Regions from separate parts of the Mus musculus genome. Here regions 1, 2, 3, 4, 5 and 6 are each linked to region 7. Evidence: chromatin contacts called from public promoter capture Hi-C data. All regions are on one chromosome and are shown on one strand. Each heading gives the region's core, a stretch centred on a gene start, on an enhancer-like site or on the middle of the called end of the contact. The rest is flanking DNA. Distances are from core to core; before and after follow the strand shown.

The links. Promoter capture Hi-C pulls out the DNA fragments that hold promoters and counts their contacts. Capture Hi-C pulls out chosen DNA fragments and counts their contacts.
Region 1: a contact with region 7 is called in a promoter capture Hi-C map of liver, with 6 times the contacts expected there. The contact joins the promoter of Rpl41 here to the promoter of Os9 in region 7. A contact is called at or near these places in 7 of 39 promoter capture datasets (the C10 cell line, cranial neural crest, hippocampal neurons and 3 more), 6 of 115 datasets of contacts at active chromatin or transcription factors (bone marrow-derived macrophages, embryonic stem cells, kidney and 3 more) and 3 of 9 other capture datasets (adipose tissue, liver and macrophages).
Region 2: a contact with region 7 is called in a promoter capture Hi-C map of hippocampal neurons, with 3 times the contacts expected there. The contact joins the promoter of Cs here to the promoter of Os9 in region 7. A contact is called at or near these places in 7 of 39 promoter capture datasets (the C10 cell line, the HPC-7 cell line, cranial neural crest and 4 more), 1 of 115 datasets of contacts at active chromatin or transcription factors (astrocytes) and 1 of 9 other capture datasets (liver).
Region 3: a promoter capture Hi-C map of pre-B cells shows a contact between it and region 7, with 4 times the contacts expected there. The contact joins the promoter of Smarcc2 here to the promoter of Os9 in region 7. A contact is called at or near these places in 4 of 39 promoter capture datasets (the C10 cell line, hippocampal neurons, liver and 1 more).
Region 4: a promoter capture Hi-C map of pancreatic islet shows a contact between it and region 7, with 4 times the contacts expected there. The contact joins the promoter of Esyt1 here to the promoter of Os9 in region 7. A contact is called at or near these places in 7 of 39 promoter capture datasets (the C10 cell line, cranial neural crest, frontonasal cranial neural crest and 4 more), 1 of 484 Hi-C or Micro-C datasets (B cells), 1 of 115 datasets of contacts at active chromatin or transcription factors (bone marrow-derived macrophages) and 3 of 9 other capture datasets (adipose tissue, embryonic stem cells and pancreatic islet).
Region 5: a promoter capture Hi-C map of liver shows a contact between it and region 7, with 2.4 times the contacts expected there. The contact joins the promoter of Rnf41 here to the promoter of Os9 in region 7. A contact is called at or near these places in 8 of 39 promoter capture datasets (the C10 cell line, cranial neural crest, embryonic stem cells and 4 more), 1 of 115 datasets of contacts at active chromatin or transcription factors (astrocytes) and 3 of 9 other capture datasets (adipose tissue, liver and pancreatic islet).
Region 6: a promoter capture Hi-C map of liver shows a contact between it and region 7, with 5 times the contacts expected there. The contact joins the promoter of Coq10a here to the promoter of Os9 in region 7. A contact is called at or near these places in 10 of 39 promoter capture datasets (the 3T3-L1 cell line, the HPC-7 cell line, cranial neural crest and 5 more) and 1 of 9 other capture datasets (adipose tissue).

The regions. Positions count from the first base shown.
Region 1 is chr10:128,547,840-128,550,539 of GRCm38.p6, forward strand. It overlaps Rpl41 (ribosomal protein L41), which reads right to left and starts at 1,329. Exons shown (of 4, transcript NM_018860.4): 1 at 1,249-1,329; 2 at 1,110-1,134; 3 at 819-841; 4 at 271-590. The coding sequence starts at 1,121. The coding sequence ends at 548. It also overlaps a transcript of Zc3h10 not described here and the pseudogene Gm9176.
Region 2 is chr10:128,336,349-128,339,048 of GRCm38.p6, forward strand. Cs (citrate synthase) reads left to right here and starts at 1,379. Exons shown (of 11, transcript NM_026444.4): 1 at 1,379-1,611. The coding sequence starts at 1,570. Gm51822 (a long non-coding RNA gene) reads right to left here. Exons shown (of 2, transcript XR_003949053.1): 2 at 791-2,700.
Region 3 is chr10:128,457,963-128,460,662 of GRCm38.p6, forward strand. Smarcc2 (SWI/SNF related, matrix associated, actin dependent regulator of chromatin, subfamily c, member 2) reads left to right here and starts at 1,353. Exons shown (of 29, transcript NM_001372395.1): 1 at 1,353-1,475. The coding sequence starts at 1,365. It overlaps n-TScga2 (a tRNA gene), which reads right to left and starts at 583; the gene lies at 502-583. Mir8105 (microRNA 8105) reads left to right here and starts at 718; the gene lies at 718-806.
Region 4 is chr10:128,524,534-128,527,233 of GRCm38.p6, forward strand. Esyt1 (extended synaptotagmin-like protein 1) reads right to left here and starts at 1,326. Exons shown (of 31, transcript NM_011843.2): 1 at 931-1,326. The coding sequence starts at 1,290.
Region 5 is chr10:128,410,275-128,412,974 of GRCm38.p6, forward strand. Rnf41 (ring finger protein 41) reads left to right here and starts at 1,342. Exons shown (of 7, transcript NM_001164237.1): 1 at 1,342-1,551. It also overlaps a transcript of Nabp2 not described here.
Region 6 is chr10:128,367,560-128,370,259 of GRCm38.p6, forward strand. Coq10a (coenzyme Q10A) reads right to left here and starts at 1,421. Exons shown (of 5, transcript NM_001374700.1): 1 at 1,139-1,421; 2 at 448-594. The coding sequence starts at 1,278.
Region 7 is chr10:127,119,886-127,122,585 of GRCm38.p6, forward strand. Os9 (amplified in osteosarcoma) reads right to left here and starts at 1,275. Exons shown (of 15, transcript NM_001171026.1): 1 at 1,072-1,275; 2 at 484-660. The coding sequence starts at 1,233.

The DNA.
Region 1 (2,700 bases), core at 79-2,578, 1.4 Mb after region 7:
GCGTGCTAGTAGGCGCAGGAAGCTCCCAACAAGCCTTGCGCATCACCATGGTAACAGGACTCCGCCGGACCCGGAACTCCGCTCAGCGTCAGGTTCTACGCAGTGGTACCCCCAAAACGTAGGAGTGGCGCTGTGAACGCACCAACTCTGTAACTTAACCTCGGGCGCACACTCAACCGGCTCCAGCCAGATCAAACACCCAAACTATGTCGCCTATACAGAAACACACTCGAGTCCCCACCCCAAGGAACCGCAAAAAAACACGTAACAGCAGTTTGATTCTTCAGCTGACTGCAAGAGGGTTTATTGTACACGAGCTACACTTGGCCACAAGAGAACAGAGCTAGTCCAGAGTGCCGGGGGTCCAGGGCAGAGGGACTGTTTTGGTTGTAAGAAAGGCGGTCATTTCTCCAGGCGATCGCGGCGAGGTGACGTTCCAGGTCTACTGAGACTCATTACCGATGGCAGCACACAGTCCGATAGCTTGTCCCGGCCCTCAGCATCCCTCACTTCTGCTCCTGCAGGCGTCGTAGGTGCACGGGCTGGCTTACTTGGACCTCTGCCTCATCTTTCTTCTCTTGCGCTTCAGCCTGGAATGGAAGGCACACAAACCTGAGTTTTTTTTTTTTCCTTTGCACATCTATCAATACGTACACTTAGTGCACGAGTACAAGAGACGATGAGATTAACAAGCACCAGCTCTGCTGTACTGGGCGGCGACTCCTGCTTCCTTCCCGCCAGATATTTTCTTCCAACCAAATATCCCACACCGAGCTTGCCCCCACTGCCCCAAGGTAGTCTTGAAAAATTAAACGTACCTGCGCATTCTCTTCTTCCGCCACTAAAAAAACCCGATCATGTGAGGAGACAAAAAAGAATGTTAGAGACAGGCTTGTGCAAGGCCATGAAACTGCTCAGAACACAGGGCTTGACAAAGGACACCGGTTCAGTTTTAGAGCCGAATCCCTCATTTTCCCACCCCATCTTTTCTTCAGCAAGAATTTTAAGCCTCTCCCTGACTGCGAACACCCGAGGCAAACCGTCTGGAAGCCCGCAGAGGAACCATGGCGGGGACTAGGTGCCCGATTCACCACCTAAGAGCCGCTCACCTTCGCTCTCATGGCGCAGGAGTCTCTAGAGAGAAAGAGGGAAAAATGCCGTTAGCCCGCTGTGATGATAGTGAATGTGGAGGTCGGATGTTAACGGATTGCACTGGAAACCCGAACGCCAGAAAACCCCGCGACTAACCAAGGAAGATGGCGCTAAGACCGAGAGGGCGGAGAGGGAGGCCTACTGCTATTTAATGGCGTGCTCGGTGTCGTCACTTCCGAGCCGGCCCGTGTGTCGTCCCTTAGGGCGGGGCTGCTCGAGACAGCGACTTCCGGCTGCCTTACTAGAGTGCGTGTTATCAAGCCCCACCTTTCCGTCTATTTTAAGGATATTGTATTATTTCAACACCAGCACCTGTTTCCAGTATGGGACTGAGAAAAAATAGGCGGGGAAAAAAAAAAAAAAACCACTCCGTCTTCTCCCTCGTTGCTTCATGGGAGTTGTAGTTTCTTGGTAAACACTTCCATTTACTACTATTAATAGGTGTGGCTTGTAGTAAAAATTACTAGTTTTGCCCTGGCTTGATGACGCACGCCTTTATTACCAACTCCTGGGAGGCAGATGGATCTTTTTTTTTTTTTAAGTAAAAAAAAAAAAATGTCTTTAATCAGAAAGGATTTCTATTTCCTCACCACAAATACATTAAAGTAAAAAAAAAAAAAAAAAAAAAAAAAACACACACACACACACATAAAACATACATTTATACAAATTGGGAATCAGGGAAAAGTAGCAGAGCCTGGGTTAGGGCTGAGGATCCAGAGCAACTGGGGGATAGCTAATCATCTGTGGCTCTGGGTGTCCTTTAGTCATCTGTCTGTGGTAGGCAAGACAGGCGGACAAAGGATGCAACTCCAGTCTGATGGCAGTGTTACTGGCAAACTGTGGCAACGAGGCTCCTCGCCAGGCAATTTCTTCAGATCACCAGAGACGACAGGAGACAGTAGAGTTGGTGGGACCGGAGTGCCCGGGGCAGAATGGGTGAAGGGCTGTCCTCCTTTCTGGAGGACAAGGATGACACCAATGCTGGCTCCAGTGCCTATGGGGCTGTGGCCAGATGGAGCCTTGGGAACTGAGGGGAGGGTTACAAATTGGAGTGCTATGAATCCAAGTGAGGTTCATAGCTGGCCATCCTGTGAGATGCCAAGGATGCTTTGGTTTCAAAACTAAATGTCCCAGCTGTGTTTGGCCCATCTTCTCTAGGAGAGGTGCAGGAAAAGCAGCCCCCGGGTCACTGTGGTGACTGGAAAAGTGCTTGCTTATCTGGTGCCTGCTACTTCCTGAGGATGATTTCTGGGCAGCTATGTGAGGAAACCAAGTCTTTAACATCCCTTCCACCTGCAGCAAGGTTCCTAGATAACGTTCTCCCATCTGAGGCTTCTGTAAAACACCCACTATGCGCTGGATCCGGTCCATGGCCACACTCTGTTGGAAGCTACTTAATCCTCTGTCAAAGCGACCCATCTTGAGTCCATTCAGTAGGTCTGTGAGGGGCCCTATGAACCCTTGGAGTTCTTTACACTTTTGAGCAAAGAGCAGATCTCCCTCTGTAGTACATCCTTGGGTGTTCAGACTCATCTCCAGTTCACC
Region 2 (2,700 bases), core at 129-2,628, 1.2 Mb after region 7:
GGATAATTAACTATGGGGGAAGGAACCAGGTCAGACTATTCTGGGGTTATGAGGAAACCCCATGTGAGATGCTAAATTGGGAGCCAATATTGATCAGTGAAGCTTTGAAGTCCCCGGGGAGGTGGTCTAAGGTTATTGCTTCTCAAGAGGCGCAGCTTCTCTTGATAAAGTTCTCTCATAAGAACTACCTGACTTCCAAGCTAGAACAACACTACTGGGCAGATATGAATATGTATATGAGAAAACTTGAGGAAATAGGGGTTTTCTTTCTCTTTTCCAAGTCTAAGCCACAAACTACATCCTCTATAAACAAGGACTATCTGAACTTGGCTTACATGGATACTGAGACCTCTGCACTTTGTTACTGTCATGTGGTGAGATAAAAGGATTGTACATTTGAGGCTTGGTGGTTACAGATAAGGTGCTCTGATCATTGGGTCAGCTTCTCTCCACCCTTAGGCCAATTTCACAGTAGGCACAGGAAAGTACAGAAGTTCTGAGGTGTTCTACCCCGGGGCATTTAAGAGTGATGTGTAAGATCATTAAATCCTTGTGTCATTCACTGCAATGTTTTCTGAGGGAGAAATAAGAGAGAGAGCCAAGTAGGATAAACGTCCTCGAGTCCTTTGGAAATACTGTGAATGATGGGACGAAAAGAGAGTGTCTAACACCTGATCTTGAGTGGAGAGTTGCAGCTCCTGATCCTGTGTCTGAGGTGGGCTGGCTCTATGGGGTTTTATGATATGGGGTTTTATGAAGAATGTCAGAATCATAAGGCCCAGGACCCAAAGACTGAAAGGTTCCTTCATATTAAGGGGGCTTTTGTAAGACTTAGACTCCATATAGTTCACAAACATCACTAAACATTCAGGCTTCTGGTTTTGCTCTTCTCCACATAACGGGGTCAGTATCTGTAATTTCAAGATTTCTTCTGTTCACAAATGACCATCAAGCAACTAACTCTGGCATCATAGCGGGCTTTCTGCGTGATGTCACCTCCACGGCCATGAAGTCATTAACCAAAGACATTCTTTAAGAAAGCATGCCAAGCAGGTAGAGGAAGTGCAATGGTCAGTTGCAGTGTTCAGTGACCTTCAAACGTCGCGTGCTGGAGCTTTATCTTCAGCATTCTCCGGAGAACCCGAAATGTGTTAAGGGCAAAGGGAAAAGCCAAAGAAGGAAGTTAACTGAGTTCTCAGGCACATCCTTAGACACCTACAATCCCTTTCCCACCCACTCCTAATTAGCCTAATCCGTACGGTCCAATCCTCCCCGCGATAACATCTGTCAAAGGCTCAGATCCCGCCCCTCTTCCATTTTGGGCCAATGGTCGAGGCCGGGGTGGGTCGCCGGAGGGGGGCGGGCTCAAGTTTCGGGCAGAGGGCGGGGCCTCGCCGAGGACCCTGGGCTGGGCGCCTGTGCCGGTTTGTCTACCCTTCCCCTCAGCCGCCTCCTTTCAACCTTGTCCGCCGGTTGGCGCGGTCTCCATCACAGCGGCGACCGCTCCTGTTGCAGCTGTAGCTCTCTCCCTTCGGTCCCTTCCCGCCAGGTCCCGGAGTTTCGCCCGCCATGGCTCTACTCACTGCAGCAACCCGGCTCTTGGGAGCCAAGGTGAGCTTAAAGGAGGGAGCGCGCCGTGGCGCGCGGGGTGGGGCTGAGGCGACCGCAGGGCCTCCGGCACCGGCTCTCCCTCCCACACCGGAGCGCAGCCCTCCGCGCCTTAAAGGGGCCCGACCCTGGCGAGCCGCCAACCCTTCCCAGAGCTCCTAGGCCATGTGCTGCGTGCCCTTCCGGCTAAGGTGAACGCTGCCGGCCCCGGCCTGCAGCCCCCGGCGGCCGGGAGGCCCGCCTTCTGTCATATCAAGTATCCAAGGTGCAAGCGAGGGATGCAGGGCCCTGGCTGCAAGGCCAGAGAGCAAAGATGTGGCGTGGTCCCCCGAATTAGGGAGAGAACTGTTGGAGGAGGAGTGGGGGATGTATAAATATGCTCACTTGGTCACTGGGGCTAATTTGGGCTCTGCTTTGTAGGGTGAGTCCTGTCAGGACCTGTTTCTTTCCTCACTGTAATTGAAGCCTGTAAGTGACCCCGCCGTTTTAGTTTTGTTAGGGGACTAGAGCCCCCCAGCTCCTCTTTGTCCTTGGGACTCCTGCACTTAATGTATATAGGAGGAGCTTGAATAGGGTGGGGCATTTCTGTTAAACCTGCTGATTATGTATCACATCAGGCTCTAGGTAGAACCAGAAAGGTTGTTCCTCCAAGCTACAGGCCAATAAATGAAGACAGGCGTGAGGTAGTAACACCAAGGTCACATGACTCAATTCTACTACCTACCAGGAGTACTTCCCCTTATTCCCTGGCGGCCCTTTAATTTGATGGTTTGCCTTTTGAATTCTGAAGTTCAAGTCCAAGTAGGGATAACTCTTAATTTCACGTTATCACTACTTTTTTGCTCAGCATAACTTGGGCCTTTAAACAGAGACCCAGCTATGCTGAGGGAATTTCAGCTCTAACCCAAGTGGGGACAGTCCCACAAATGACCTTGGCTTCTGTTTTAGTTTTAAAGGAACTAATAGGTTTTTCTCATCAGTAGATAGTTTGAAGCAAAGTACACCTGGAGGAAAGAAAAGACTTAGAATGGTATTAACTTTCTGTGTGAGATGCATAGTTGTCAGATGTACCACAAAACTTGTAGGGTTTAT
Region 3 (2,700 bases), core at 103-2,602, 1.3 Mb after region 7:
CCCCTGGATTCAGTTCCGAGCCGCAAAGGATCCTGGCATGCTCAGGCACACCTGTAACTCCTAGTACTTGAGAGGTAGAGGCAGGAGGATCAGAAATTTAAAGTCATTCTTGGCTGCAAGGCAAGTTCAAGGGCAGCCTGTGCACATGAGTCCCTGTCTAAATTAAAAAGAAAAATCCAAATGAGAAACGCTTGTTTCTGTGTCTCCAGTCACCAGACTTCAAGGCTCCACTTTTGGTCACAAACTCCAAAGATGCCCTGTTTAGAAATCTTAGGTTTGACTAGCTTTCCCAAACAAAACGACTACTCTTCATTGTTATGAAATGTTACAGAATTCTCAAAAATATCTCAAAGTGCCTGGTATCCTAACAGCGAATACAGCGATGCCCAATTTGGTTTGTATGTCACCCTGGTCTAACCTAAAGGAGTAGTGCTGCCTTTTCACTTTCAACCACTCAACTACTGGTTAATAGGAGGGGGGAAAAAAAATACGAAAAACTGCCGTCACGAACAGGATTCGAACCTGTGCGGGGAAACCCCATTGGATTTCGAGTCCAACGCCTTAACCACTCGGCCACCGTGACTCCCAAAACTATGGTTGGCCGCGCGCTTACAGAAAGGGTCCGCACGGGTGACTGGGTGCGAGCGGACCGGTGCAGGGTCGCGGCCCGAGGCTCGTACCCAGAGCCGCTCCCTCCCTCGCACCTTCGCGCCACAATGCTTGAACCTGGGTCGAAGAATCGGGGCTCGCCAGCCGACTCCTAAAGCGGAGGCGACTGGCGAGACCCGAAGATCAGAGGGAGGAGACCCCTCACCTGACCCCCCCGGGTAGCACCAGGGGTGCTGGGTGCACCGGGACGAGGAGCGTCAGGGACACTCGTGGGTTGAAACAGGAATGGTTGGAAGGAACTTATTGGAGCGAAAGAGTTCCACGGGAACGTACGTGCCGGGGGCCACTCGGGGTTACGGGGCGGAGCTGCAGACCCGGGGCTCCCGGCTTCCCCGTGGAGTGGAACAGTAAGCCCCACTGCCGCTGCGAGACCAAGTCGGGGAGGGCTCCGCTGTCCTACAGCCGCGTCCTGCGAGACCCGGGGAAGCAGCCGGGCTGCCGCTGCGGGGAAGTCCGCCGAGCGCGCTCGGGCTCGCCCGCCTCCCACCGCCGCTGCTGCCGGGGTGTCCGCCGAGCGCGCTCGGGCTCGCCCGCCACCGCTACGCAGGGCCGCCGGCAGGGGGCGCTCCGCCGGCCGGGGCCCAGGCGGCGGGAGGCGGCGGTCGTGGCGGCGGGAGGCGGCGGGAGGCGGGCGGAGGAGGAGGCGGGAGCTGAGCTGAGCGGGGCGGGCGGCGGCGGGGCCCGAGCCCGAGAAGATGGCGGTGCGGAAGAAGGACGGCGGCCCCAACGTGAAGTACTACGAGGCCGCGGACACCGTGACCCAGTTCGACAACGTGCGGCTCTGGCTCGGCAAGAACTACAAGAAGGTACGCGGGCAGCGCCGCGCGGGGACAAAGGGCCCCTGGCCGCCGCTCCCGGGGCCGGCCCACCCTGCGGCGGCCGCCGCGCCCCTCCCCGAGGCCTCCCCGCGCCTCCCGCCCGCCCGCCCGCGCCCCTCCCCCACCCCTCCCCCACCGTGCCCTCTGCCCCGGTGCAGCGCAGCGGCGTTGGCGGGGGCGGCGGCGGCTCCGGGCGGCGGCCCGGGCCCGGCAGCCCTCGCCCTCCAGGCTGACCGGTGCCGCCGCGCGCCTCCTCCCCTCCGGTGTGCGAGCCGCGGGGCCCCCGCCGGAGCCCCGCGCCGAGCCAGACGCCAGAGCGGCCCAGGCCTCCCCGGTGGTGCTTTGTGTACGTCCTGAGACAGATGGCAGAGCAGGAGGGTAGACGGGCGCGGAGCAGGCCGTTGAAAAGCGTCTCTACCTGGGGAAATCACCTGTCTCCCAGGGTTACCCTAGTCTCCTTCTAAAGGGCTGCAAACCTCTCAGGGGACAGGACATGGCAGTCTAGGGCAGCAGCCCCTCCAACCCTCCTTTCATAATGAAGTCCTCTGCAAGCCAGCCAGCCTGGCATTGCTTTGGGTTTGAGGTCCAGAGGCTCGGATAAGCTTCATATCGCTAGTCCCCACCCCCACCCTGTAACTGGAAATAAGGATGGGGAACAAAAGGGTTCAAGAAGCCCTATCTATCTTTTTTTTTTTTTTTAACCAATTTTTATTCTTGTGTCTTCATGGTGTCTGGGCTTTTTTTCGTTTTTCTTTTTTGTCTTCGATATGGGCTGCTTCCTCACCAACCCCGGCTAAGGGTTCTTTTCCCTTGCTTTGTTTTACAGCCCCCAACTCTTGCTACTCCAGCCTTGCAGCCAGCCTGTCAGAGTACAGTGGACAGCTTCAGAAAGCTCCACTAATTCTGGTTTGAGTTTAGCCCTGAAACCATTTGGGGTCTCTCTGTTGGGTGTCAGACTCTTGACAAACAGCTGTTGGGTCTGTGACTTGTGTGCACCCTCAGCGTGAGGCTCTGGTTCCCAGTTTTCTGCCTTTGACCTTTTAAAGGGAGATCGGTCTAGGGTCTTGGTGTGAAGCCCCGAAGGCTTTGACAGCTGTGACCTGCTTCAGCTTTCAAGTGCTTAACTCTTTGTCATTTACTTCTCCCTTCACGGATCTCTTTATACCTCCCACCGAGAGGTGCTGACTCTAATTAGGGTAGAGGAAATAAGGGT
Region 4 (2,700 bases), core at 76-2,575, 1.4 Mb after region 7:
TAGCAATAACAGTTGCTACTTAGGGCACATGAAACCGTTTCTTCTTCTTTTCTCTCCAGGGAATGGCAAGTGTGACTGGTGTCTGCCTCTCTCTACCTGTCACCTCTAAGTGAGAAGAGTAGGGAGGGTACCCCAAAGGGGTTGGTAACCCGCTCAGCTTAGCAAGGTCAGAGGGAGGCATCTTTTCAGCCCAGGAGACAGGGTATAGTAATGAGGGCCTGGGTCGGCTGAGCAAACGAGCGAGCGAAGGCTGCTCACAGTCCGGAAAAGGGTGGGGCCGCCCTGGGTACGAGTAAAAAGGAGCAGCGGGAACTACAGCTGCCGCACTACCCTCTTCCCAGAACCTCCTCCTCCCTTAGCCCAGCAGCCCGGCTGGCTTGAGGCTGGAAGGCGACCGCGATAGGTCATTTCCAGGTGCTGGGACTCAGCGGAACAATGCTTGCAGGGCTGGGTCTCAGCGGGTACCTAGAGACAAGGCAGGAAACGGAAAACCCTAATGCCCTGAAGTAGATAAAAAGCCTTGAAAGCGCTAGCAAAGGCGGGGGAACCTCTGAGCCATCGCGGGGTGGGGGGTGGAGGGATCCCCAGAGGCAGCGCGGCAAAGGCGCGAGTGGCACCAGAAGTCAGGAGGAGCGAGCATTCTACACGCTTGGCTGGGAGCGGCAGCTCAGATGTACTGCTGTAGTCCGAGGAGACGGAGGAAGAAGTCCCGATTCCGTGGAAGGATCCGCTCTGCGGCAAGGGTGGGCGGGGAGAGTGGGTGGCCGCGTCCAGGAGTGGTGCGTCCCAGCACACAAGCGCTAACGGGACGATGCAAAGTCTGGGGGCCCGCTGTCCTAGGTGGGGGAGCTGACTTTGTAGGGTGGGAGAGCCCCAAGTTGAGGGGCTAGGAAGAGCTATACTGCACCAAGGGCTGAAGTGGTAACTCACCCAGGCAGGTAGTTCCCGGTGGCTCATATAAAGCGTCTCTGCGGTGATCCGCTCCTCGTCATCCAGCAGCTGCCTCGCTGCCCTCAGGCTCCGTTCTTTCCCATCGCGGACCCGGCGCCAGCCCAAGTACAGGGCGAGGCCGAAAAGCACGAAACCTACGCTAAGACCCGCTGCCCCTGCCAGGTACACCGGCACCAGCACCAACAAGCGGCGCCCGAAGGAAGTCAGCACCGCCAGGGCCTCGCTCGCCGCACCTGGGCCGGCAGGTGGGACCCCGGAGCCCCCGTCCCGCGTGGAGTCCGTGGCAGGGGGCTGCCCTGACGGCTCGGGGCTGGCGCCCTCTTCAGGGGAGTGCTCCATGGGGCAGCTTCTGGGAGTGCCCGCCCGAGCAGCTGCAGGCAGCTCAGTGTCTGGTCCAGCTCCCCCCCAGTAATATATGGTGCTCCCCCCGGGACCTCAAGCCCCGCCCCGCCCCTGCCTGTTGGGGCAGCGCCGCGTAGACTTGGGAAGCTAGAGAGGACTTGGGATGGCAGGGCCTCCGTGATTGGACCAGAGGGTCAAGATGGGAGGGTTGGATGGCGGGAAAAGGGGGGGAAAGAAACCAAAAGACAGTATTTGACTGGTCACGGAGAGAACGGGGCGTAGCGTCCCACTTAAGAGGCGGGAGCAGCTGCTCCTCCCACGTGGGATTGGAGCGCCTGTGGAGTTACGTCATGCAGAGCCGCTACTCTAATTACTGAGTTCAGAGTGAGCTAGAGTTGAGGGTGTATCTCTCCACACGTTCAAATGGTTTGGCAGGGTTTGGTCTGAATCTTAAATATTCTTTGTCAACTTTCCCAGCGTTTGATACTCAGAGAACGTTCGTTTTTGCCTCTAAGAATATTCTTTGAGTTTTTACTGGCTGCCCTTGCGAAACGTTAGGGAAATTAGACCGATTTAGAACGAAAGTCTAGGATGACCGACCCTGTCTAGCGGCCCTGTCTGTGCTGTCCTCAGTCCCCCTATCTTGTCCGTGAAAAGGAACAAGTCAGCGACAGCTGGGGCGTGATGAACATTAGAGTTCTAATACTCCAGTCTTGAAGAAGTGGGGTGAGGGGAGGAGATCGGTAGATAAGTGAGATTTTGTTTCTTTTTAGAATCCAGAGTTAGTCATCTCTATCATAGAGGGCCGATTAAGATTATAGTCAGGGAGGGGCGGTGTTCAACGGCAGCAGTAATTATTACATTTTGCAATAGTTTCCTGATGCTGACCAAAATCAGGTCGGGGAGGAAAAGGTCTGTTTGACTTACACTTCCATATCATAGTCCATCATTGAAGGGAGTCCAGGCAGGAACTGAAACCGGGCTGGAACCTGGAGGCAAGAGCTGATGCAGAGGCCATGGGGGGCGGGGGACGGGGTGCTGCTCACTGGCTTGCTAAACCGGCTTTCTTTCTTTCTTTCTTTCTTTCTTTCTTTCTTTAAGATTTATTTATTATATGTAAGTACACTGTAGCTGTCTTCAGACACCCCAGAAGAGGGAGTCAGATCTTGTTACGGATGGTTGTGAGCCACCATGTGGTTGCTGGGATTTGAACTCCGGACCTTCGGAAGAGCAGTCGGGTGCTCTTACCCACTGAGCCATCTCACCAGCCCCCGGCTTTCTTATAGAACCTAGGACCAGCAGCCCAGGGATGGCCCCCGCCAACCATGGGCTGGGCCCTTCCCTATCAATTAAGGAAATGTTCTACATAGAGGTTTGCCTACAGATCTTATGGAGGCTTCGTCTCAA
Region 5 (2,700 bases), core at 92-2,591, 1.3 Mb after region 7:
CTGGAACTCACTCTGTAGACCAGCCTGGCCTCCAACTTAAAAATCCACCTGCCTCTGCCTCCCAAGTACTGGGATAAAGGCGTGCGCCACCACTGCCCATTTTACACATGAAAATGGAAAGTTAGTTAAAAGCCAGTACCTTGGACATGGCAGGAGCTTACACATCATCTTTAATGTACCGAACGGTTCGGCTCAGGGCTCTGGGACAAGCAGCATTTTCGCCATAGAAAGATAATACGCAGATTCACTCTCCTTTGAAAGACGTTGAACCCGGAACATAAAAAGCAAGCCTCAAGCCAGGTGGACACTGGGGAGGCAAGAGGTAGGCGGATCTCTTGAGTTTAAGGCCAGCCTATCCTACATAGTGAATTCCAGGACAGCCAGGGCAACAAAGAGAAACCCTGACTAGGGGAGAGGGAGGGGAGGGAAGCAAGTTTGACTTGGTTCACAAAGGCACATCCGATTCCTGTTTCCTTATTTTATTGTATCTCAGAGACACCTAGAAGCTTAAGTTTCCTCTGGTACTCGTCATATTGTCTTCAAAGGAAGCAGCTAGCTCTGTATTCTCACGAATAAGCTAGTTACATATGTACTAATGTGAATTGCCCTTTAAAAAAGAGAGTATCTACAACAAATACTATTTGACACCAGATTAGCCTAAGAGGTAATGTAATTGCATTCCTTGTCTTGCTTCCCCGCTTACCTAACACAGAGCGCTTTAAACTCCACCACGACTCTCCTCGGGTTCTCTCCCACCCATTTCCCCTAACCACAGTGTTGCAGCCTTAGGAAATCAAATCCATTAATGTTTCGGGCGGTCTGAGTTTTTGAAGAGCCATCAGGAATACTACAAGAGTGTGTGGCTGGGAGGTGGACGACCCCTGCAGCACCCTAGATCAAAGCTTTGCGGTGAGACACTCCCTCCCTCTCCATCCTGCGGCCTCCTAAGTTAACAGCAGCATCCATCCCCATGACTGTGAGTCACAGGTCGGGAGGCTCCGGGATGCTGACCACAGCTCTGGAAACTGAAGGGCTGGGAGGACAGCAGGCCACGCTGCAGACCAGCTGCCCCGCGGCGACCTCGTCCCAGCGCTGCACCAGGTCTGGCACCCGAGCCGTGCACCACCCAGCACCAAGTAACTCTGCAAGGCGGGACACCCAGGGTCGCCCCGGAGCTTCACACCTGAAGCACATAGAGCCCTCCCTCCCAAAAGGCTACACTGTCCGTCCTAAGAACTTCCGGCCCAGAGCGGAGGCCCAGCTAGCCCCCGCCTCTCATAGGCCGCTCGCAAGGAGCATCCAGGCGCCGCCGAGTTAAATAGAGAGGCGGGGCTTGGTGACGAGCTTCCGCCCCGTTGCGTAGCAGCAGTGGGCGTGGCTAAGGGCTAACCCGAGACAGCGAGGAGTGGTCGGAACCTTCTTCCCCATCCTTACCTTCCCCTTCCCCTACGGGGAAAGGCTGAGACCGGGCACACAGTGTGCTACGCGGCCGCCGTGTCCTCAGCTGCAGCCAGGCCCCGCGTCCGGAGAAACCAGGCTGCGTTCCGGGTGGTGCGTAATGCGCCTGGGCGAGCTTCTAACCCTGGGGGGTTGGGGGGGAGAGGGGGCGAGGTCCCTGTGGATTGGTGCCTGGGTCCGAAGTGCTGGGGGTAGGGAGGAAGGGTGGAGAGGAGGAGGAAAATGGAGGAAGGGAGCTCAGCTGGGAGGAGTCGGGAGGTGAGCTAGCTGGGGGCTCTGGAGCTTTGGAAGATCCTCTGGAGTAGGGAGAGCCTCGGGAAGTGCGGGAGTGGCCTTGGGCCAGCCTGAGGACCCGGGAGGAGCTGATTGCTGGGGCTGAGGGACAACATGGAGTTTAAATGGCAATGATTGACAGGCCTGGAGGCGAAGGGAACGTTCTGGGGGCTAGCCTTGGCAGGGACCGCGGAACCCAAACCTCCGCCCTCCAAGCGCCATAGCTTGGCTTCTTTCCCATGCCTTGTCTTTGGCAGCCTTGTCTTTCTCTTTTATTCCTTCGCCGCTTCTCTCCCCTCCCGCCTCTCCGTGGAGGACTCTTACATTCCTTACATCTTTGACCCTGAATGATTTGCAGCCCCGCTCTCTGATACGCACGATCCATCCACTCGTTTAATACACTGGAAAGCCCACCCCAGTCCAGGAGGCAGGGCATTTGTGGGGTAGAGAGTGAGGGGGGGTGGGAGTAGGGGCAGGAGAAAGACCTGAAAAAGCAGGATGAGGGTGTTTTGGATTGGTACACTAACTTCATTTCATGAAACTTCATTTCAACTGGTAGCAAATGTGATGGTTACCAAGGCCACTGTTCTTGGGAGATTGACCTATGAGAATCTTGGCAGCTACTTCTTATACAGTAGTTTTAACTACTGTAGCAGGATGGGTGGCTACTAGTGTTCCCCCAAGAAAGAGTGGGATTGGATAGTGCCAAGGGAGGGTGAGGGGTGCATTTGTTATGCAGTGTCTTCAGTAAACCTTGTGGCAGGGCCTACTTCCCAGTGATTGAAAAGAAGGAACAAGCATTTTCAAGCATTTCCTCTGGTTCTCACTGTGAGTTTATTTTGCCATTCTGTTGCAACAAGTAATACAGCAGTCTTACACGTGCACTCAGAGTTTATCTCATTTGATTTGCAGGACAATAGGTTAGAAAATGCAAGTGTCATATCTGTTTGACAGTTGGCTACACGGCTT
Region 6 (2,700 bases), core at 171-2,670, 1.2 Mb after region 7:
AGTGGTTTCTTAGCATGTTCAATCCCCAGCACTGCAGAAAAACAGCAGCATGGTGGCACATGTCTATAATCTCAGCTCTAGGGAGGTAGGTGGAGGCAAGATATAAGTTCAAAGTCTTCTTGACTGTATATCAAGTTCAAGGCCAACCCTAGGCTATGTGAGAGCCTGTCTCAAAATGTGTGTGTGTGAGATACCTATGATGCAGCTCTGGCTATGTAGTCCGTGGAAGCTTCAAGCTTAGATTACAGGCTGTACTACCTAGTCGGTTACCTTTCTATGATGTAACACAATTCTAGACTAATACACGTGCAGAACAACTAAGGTGGGAAATTTAGGTTGAAAGGCTGGCAGCGAAAACGTTGCTGGGGAGACAAGTGGCCCAATATGAATCTTACCCACTACTGGTACATGGTTATTTATTTGAAGGGGAAAAAAAGGAATGCTCACCCCATGATCCTACGCTCCGAGTAAGCCTTTCGCTTGTTGGTAAAGGGGGCAGCAAAGCCCATGAAGGAACGACTATGAGGTAGGCCAGCCTCCGCTGCCAAGGCCTGGGCAGCGCGAGGCAAGAAGAGATTACAGGAAATCAGAAACCTAGCGCCAAAAAGAAAGGAGAGGCAGCGTCACGATTCTTTTTTTGTATTCAACCACTTCAGGTGAAGGGGAAGAGGGATGCATCACAGAGGAAGGTCGTTGGTTCGGGCAAGCTTTTCTGCCCCTAGCACCTGCTGCAGCTAGCTGGGCTGGCTGGCCAGGCAGTCACGAGTGCGAAAGGTCGAGGGCGGCTGAGGACAGGGCCAGGGGTGGGGATGGGAAAAAGAAGGGCACGTCCTAAGTGCCAGCTGCCTTTGAGGCAACACTACTGCTGCAAGCAAACTGAAGCATCTCTGACGCCAGGGTCAGGCCAGGCACATCAAAGCCAGAACGCCGGCGAAGGCCAAGAAGTGGCTGGCACGCACCCGCCCCGAGCATCTAGCTTGTACGCGTATCTCCAGAACTCCATTCGAACTCCCAGGGCACCACCAATGCCAGCCCTTCTCCGGCCTGCCGTCTAAGGGCTGCCACCCTCCACCGCTGAACTTCGGGGTGCCGGGCGACCCCCTCCGGTCCTGCGCGGACGTCTGTGCCTGCCTCTCACCTCATTGGACGCGGCGGCCGCGGAGGGCCCGGGGGCGGGGTCGGGACGGAGCGCGCGCCCCGGCAGAGCGAGAAGCCGCAGCAGCTCCGGGCGGCCGCGCGCGTCGGGGCCGGGAGCCTCCGCGCGCCCGCAGAGGCCATGCGCGCGCCCCTGCCTGGCACTCCCGGCGGCGGCGAGCTGTAGGGGAGGCCGGGCAGGAAGGGCGGCGCGAGCTCCGGCTGCCTTCGCCCTGCTCCGGCCCGCGCGCCGGATAGGCTGTCACTGAAGCGGTGACCGCAGCTCTGGGTCCCCTCACGTCACGCCGTTGCCAGGGATCGGGAGGAGGGAGCGCGAGGAAGGAAGGGACAACGCTGCCTGTCGGGAGATGTAGTTTCTTTGACACCTCTGGCGTGAAAGAAAGGGCGCTGGGTGCGTGTCGGAGGAGCTGCAGAGATGGCTCGGGGGAGCGAGATCGCCTGGCACAAACTACTTGGCGAGTCTGTGGTCACAGGACCTGATACGTAGACGCAGAGGCGACGTCGTGGGCGTGTCAACGGCAGATGGCTGTCGATGTCCAGAGGAACGTTTCTCAGAGCCCTTTAGAAGGAGAGGCTCTTTTCATCCTACTGGCCTTTGCAGTGCCTGCTGCCGGTTTATGTCTTTGGAAAAGGATATTAACTTTGCAAGTTCTGGGCTGACTTGTATAATCTCTCCTAGATCTACACGCCCTTCCCCCTTCCTCCCCTTCTCGTTATTCGAGACAAGACAATTCAGGCCTTGAATTTGCAGTGCTCCTTCATGAACGTCCCTAGGAGCAGAATTTCCTCCCTAATATTTATGGAAAGAAGTCTGAGGCAGAAGCAGGAGGGTTGCCACGAGTTCCAGGCCAGCCTGGGCTACCTACCCAGTTTTAGAGTAGCCAGCTCTAAACAAGAAGCAAGCCCTACTGTCAGACCAAACCAAACATAAGACATGGTTTGTTTGTTCTTTGAGACGCCCTCGCTATATAAGCTTGGTTGCCCTGGAACTCTTGGATATCGTCCTGACTCTTAGCTGCTGAGATTACAGACATGCATGCTCTCCAGGAGGGCTTTGGGGTGTCATGATCTTGCTCTGTAACCTGCACTGACCTTGAACTCATATGCACCTTCTTGCTGCCACTTCCCAGTTGCTGGAATTACAGGTGTGAGCTACTACTAGCCAAAATTTACTTTTAGAAAAAAGCACCATCACTGTCGGGGAAAAATGTGTACTCAATGGAGGACGAGACATCACAGGCAGAAAGCCCAAAGGTGAATACTACGTCCCAGGATTCAAGGAAAAAACAAGCGCTCTTGGGAAAAGTATGACCAAAGGAAAAAGAGAGAAGAGAAATAAACTACAAATTAGAAAGAGATTAGCCTAGACGGGTGCAAGAGCAAGCAAAATTCTCCCGACTGTCACAGAGCAAGCTCTGCTTTCCCTACGCTGGGTTAAAGCTCCCCACATTGATTCGAGCTTTGCCTGACAAAGGAAATGTGCTGGCAGGAAGAAGACAGGCAATCAAAGCTACATTGTGATACAAGTCAAATGCTTTACACAAA
Region 7 (2,700 bases), core at 25-2,524:
TCTTCTTTTCTTCTTCTCTTCTTTCTTCTTCTTTCTTCTTTCTTCTCAGACAGGGCTATGATGCTCTGTGACCCACCTGGGATCACAGGCATAAATCATTCCCTGCCCTCCATAAAGATAAGAAATCATGGTATCCTTGAAGCACTTGGATGAGGACTCCCACAGGTTCAAGTATTCACTGAACTTCGTGGAATACAATGGCATCCTGAGGTAATGAGCAATAGGAGCAGGAGGTGACTTTACAGGTAGGCTCCAGCTCTTCTGGTCCCACCACCGTCCTTCTGATGTTGGTTTAACCTATTTTGAGATCTTCTATCTTAACCTTTCCCTACATTCAGCAGAGTCTTTGCTTTGCACGCCCCCACCCCACCCCCCACGCTCCCCCCCCCCCAAACATATCTAGTACACCAATGGCCCTTTAACTCCCACTGGCCTCCATTCCGGTTCCCAAGCCTTCCCTCCGCCCACCCCAGTTCCTTTCACCTTCAGCAAACAAGGGGCATCTCTCATTGGGCTCAACAATTCAGGGATCCCGGGCCCCTGGTAAGCAGGCGTCTCCTCCTCTCTTTCACGTTGGAAGTGAATAGCTCCAGCTGGTAGGCGGCACTCATAGCGCTGTTTGTACTTTGAAGACACAACCACCACGTCTGAAGCTTGGCTCTGGGAAAGAAGGGTCGGGAAGAGGGGCAGGGAGGCAGAGGCTGGGACCAAGAACAACGAGATCCCTCTTCAGACCCTGGGGACGTGCCCAGTGGAAGAGAGAATAAGCCACAAGTCCTCCAGCTGCCCCGGCTGAGCGGAGGAGAGGGCGTTCTCGCTTCCCCACCCGGCGGGGTCCCAGTGATTTCACTACGACCTGGGGAACTAAGGTCTACAGTGGGGAGCCCTACCCCTGTCGGTGCCTGGTCTCCGAGGATGGGTCTGCCTGCCATTCCCAGCAGGACCGCAGGAACACCACCATCCCTTCTCCATTCCCCCATTCTCCCGAGCCCGGTGCGCAGTTGCCCTTCCTCCTCCACCGTGCGCCCCTTCCTCTTGCACAGGACCCTCACCTCGCCCCACACCCCTTACCTGCCCTCCCATGACAGGCAACGGCAAGATCTGGATGCCATAACGCATCTCACTCAGCTCCTCCAAATTCAGGCTCCCGACACCGCCCGTCAGACGCGCAGGTAACAGGAGCCCTAGAAATAGCAATCCCAACAGACTGGACAGCAGCACCTCCGCCGCCATCTTCCGCTCCGTCTCTGCTAGAGATGTCCCTTCCGCCCCAAACCTGGCAGCGGCCTCACCCGCCCATTAGCGCCCCAAGCTTTCATTGGCTGTCCGGGAGCTCTCTCTTACGTAACGCATCCTCATTTGTAAACGTGGCGTCAAAGCCTCCAGGGAGGCGGGTCGCATTGTTAGTAAAAATCAATAGCTGTTTCTGATTGGCCAAGAGCAACAACCAATCATCGGCGAGATTGGGCCCCTCCCCTCCTCGCTCCTTAATCCTGAGGTGTGGTATGTGGCTGTGTTCTTTTGCCTGTTGTCTCATCCCCAGCTGTCGGAAATAAACCTTCTTACTATTTTTCATATATTTCTTGCAATGTATGGCATCTCCATCGGGCAGAATATTGAAGCGGATGGTGAGTGCGGGGGATATTTTTGGAAGTTACTTAATATCTTTTCAAAATATACTATACAGAAGCATGCTTCTTCATAAAAATATACATATATCGCACAGATATTTATGTATGTACATATATAATTATGTACATATTTACATTTATATACACACAAATATACATGTACATATTTTTATATACACATATATGATAATATATTACCAACAACCAAATAATCTGTGTCAAAACCTGAATTTGCCCTCCAATAAAATTATTTTAAGAAGGAGAGTGTGGTAGTGCATGCCTGTAATCCCGACACTCATGACACAGAGGCAGGAGGCTCAATAATTCAAGGTCATCCTCTTCCATATTGTGAGTTTGAGACCAGCCTTCGATATTTGAGTCACACTCTCAAATACACACAGACACTGGCTTAGCAGGGTTCAAGCTGCATCACAGTTGGTGTACACACCTGGAATCCAAGCAGTCATCCTTGGCTACATAGAGTTGGGTTCAAGCCTGGAATACATAAGACTCTGTCTCAAAAGAAGAAGAAATAATAATGGAGCCAACAGTGGAGGTAGATGCCTATAATTATAAGCTGAGGCAAAAAGATGAACAGTAGGAGCCAGCCCAGCTTATGAATAGCAATCTTTGAGGAGGAGGAGGAGGAGGAGGAGGAGGAGACAAGGAGGAGGAAGGCAGGGGAGAGGAGAAGGAAGAACTAAAAATAAGGGCCTTCTGGTTAAAGTTGGGCTGGGTCTTGGGTATGTGGGTAAAGTGTCTGTTTGTCCAGACTGTAAGGGAAAACCTGTAAAAACAAAAGGGAAATGAAGCTGGAAACAGACGGTAACTGAATTAGCAACCCTGAGAATATCAATTCCTAGACAACGGCAAACGAGAGACATTATATACCATTGGAAAATTTCTGCGGGGAAGCTCACCACGCCAGGGGAAAATCTAAAAGATACACAGACACATATCCTGCTTTTAACACCTTGGGTTATGTGCCTGCACACAGACTTTTCGATCAGATCTTCATAAGACCTCACAGTTAAAAACTCGGAAAGCCAAGCACAGTTATCTATCTAAG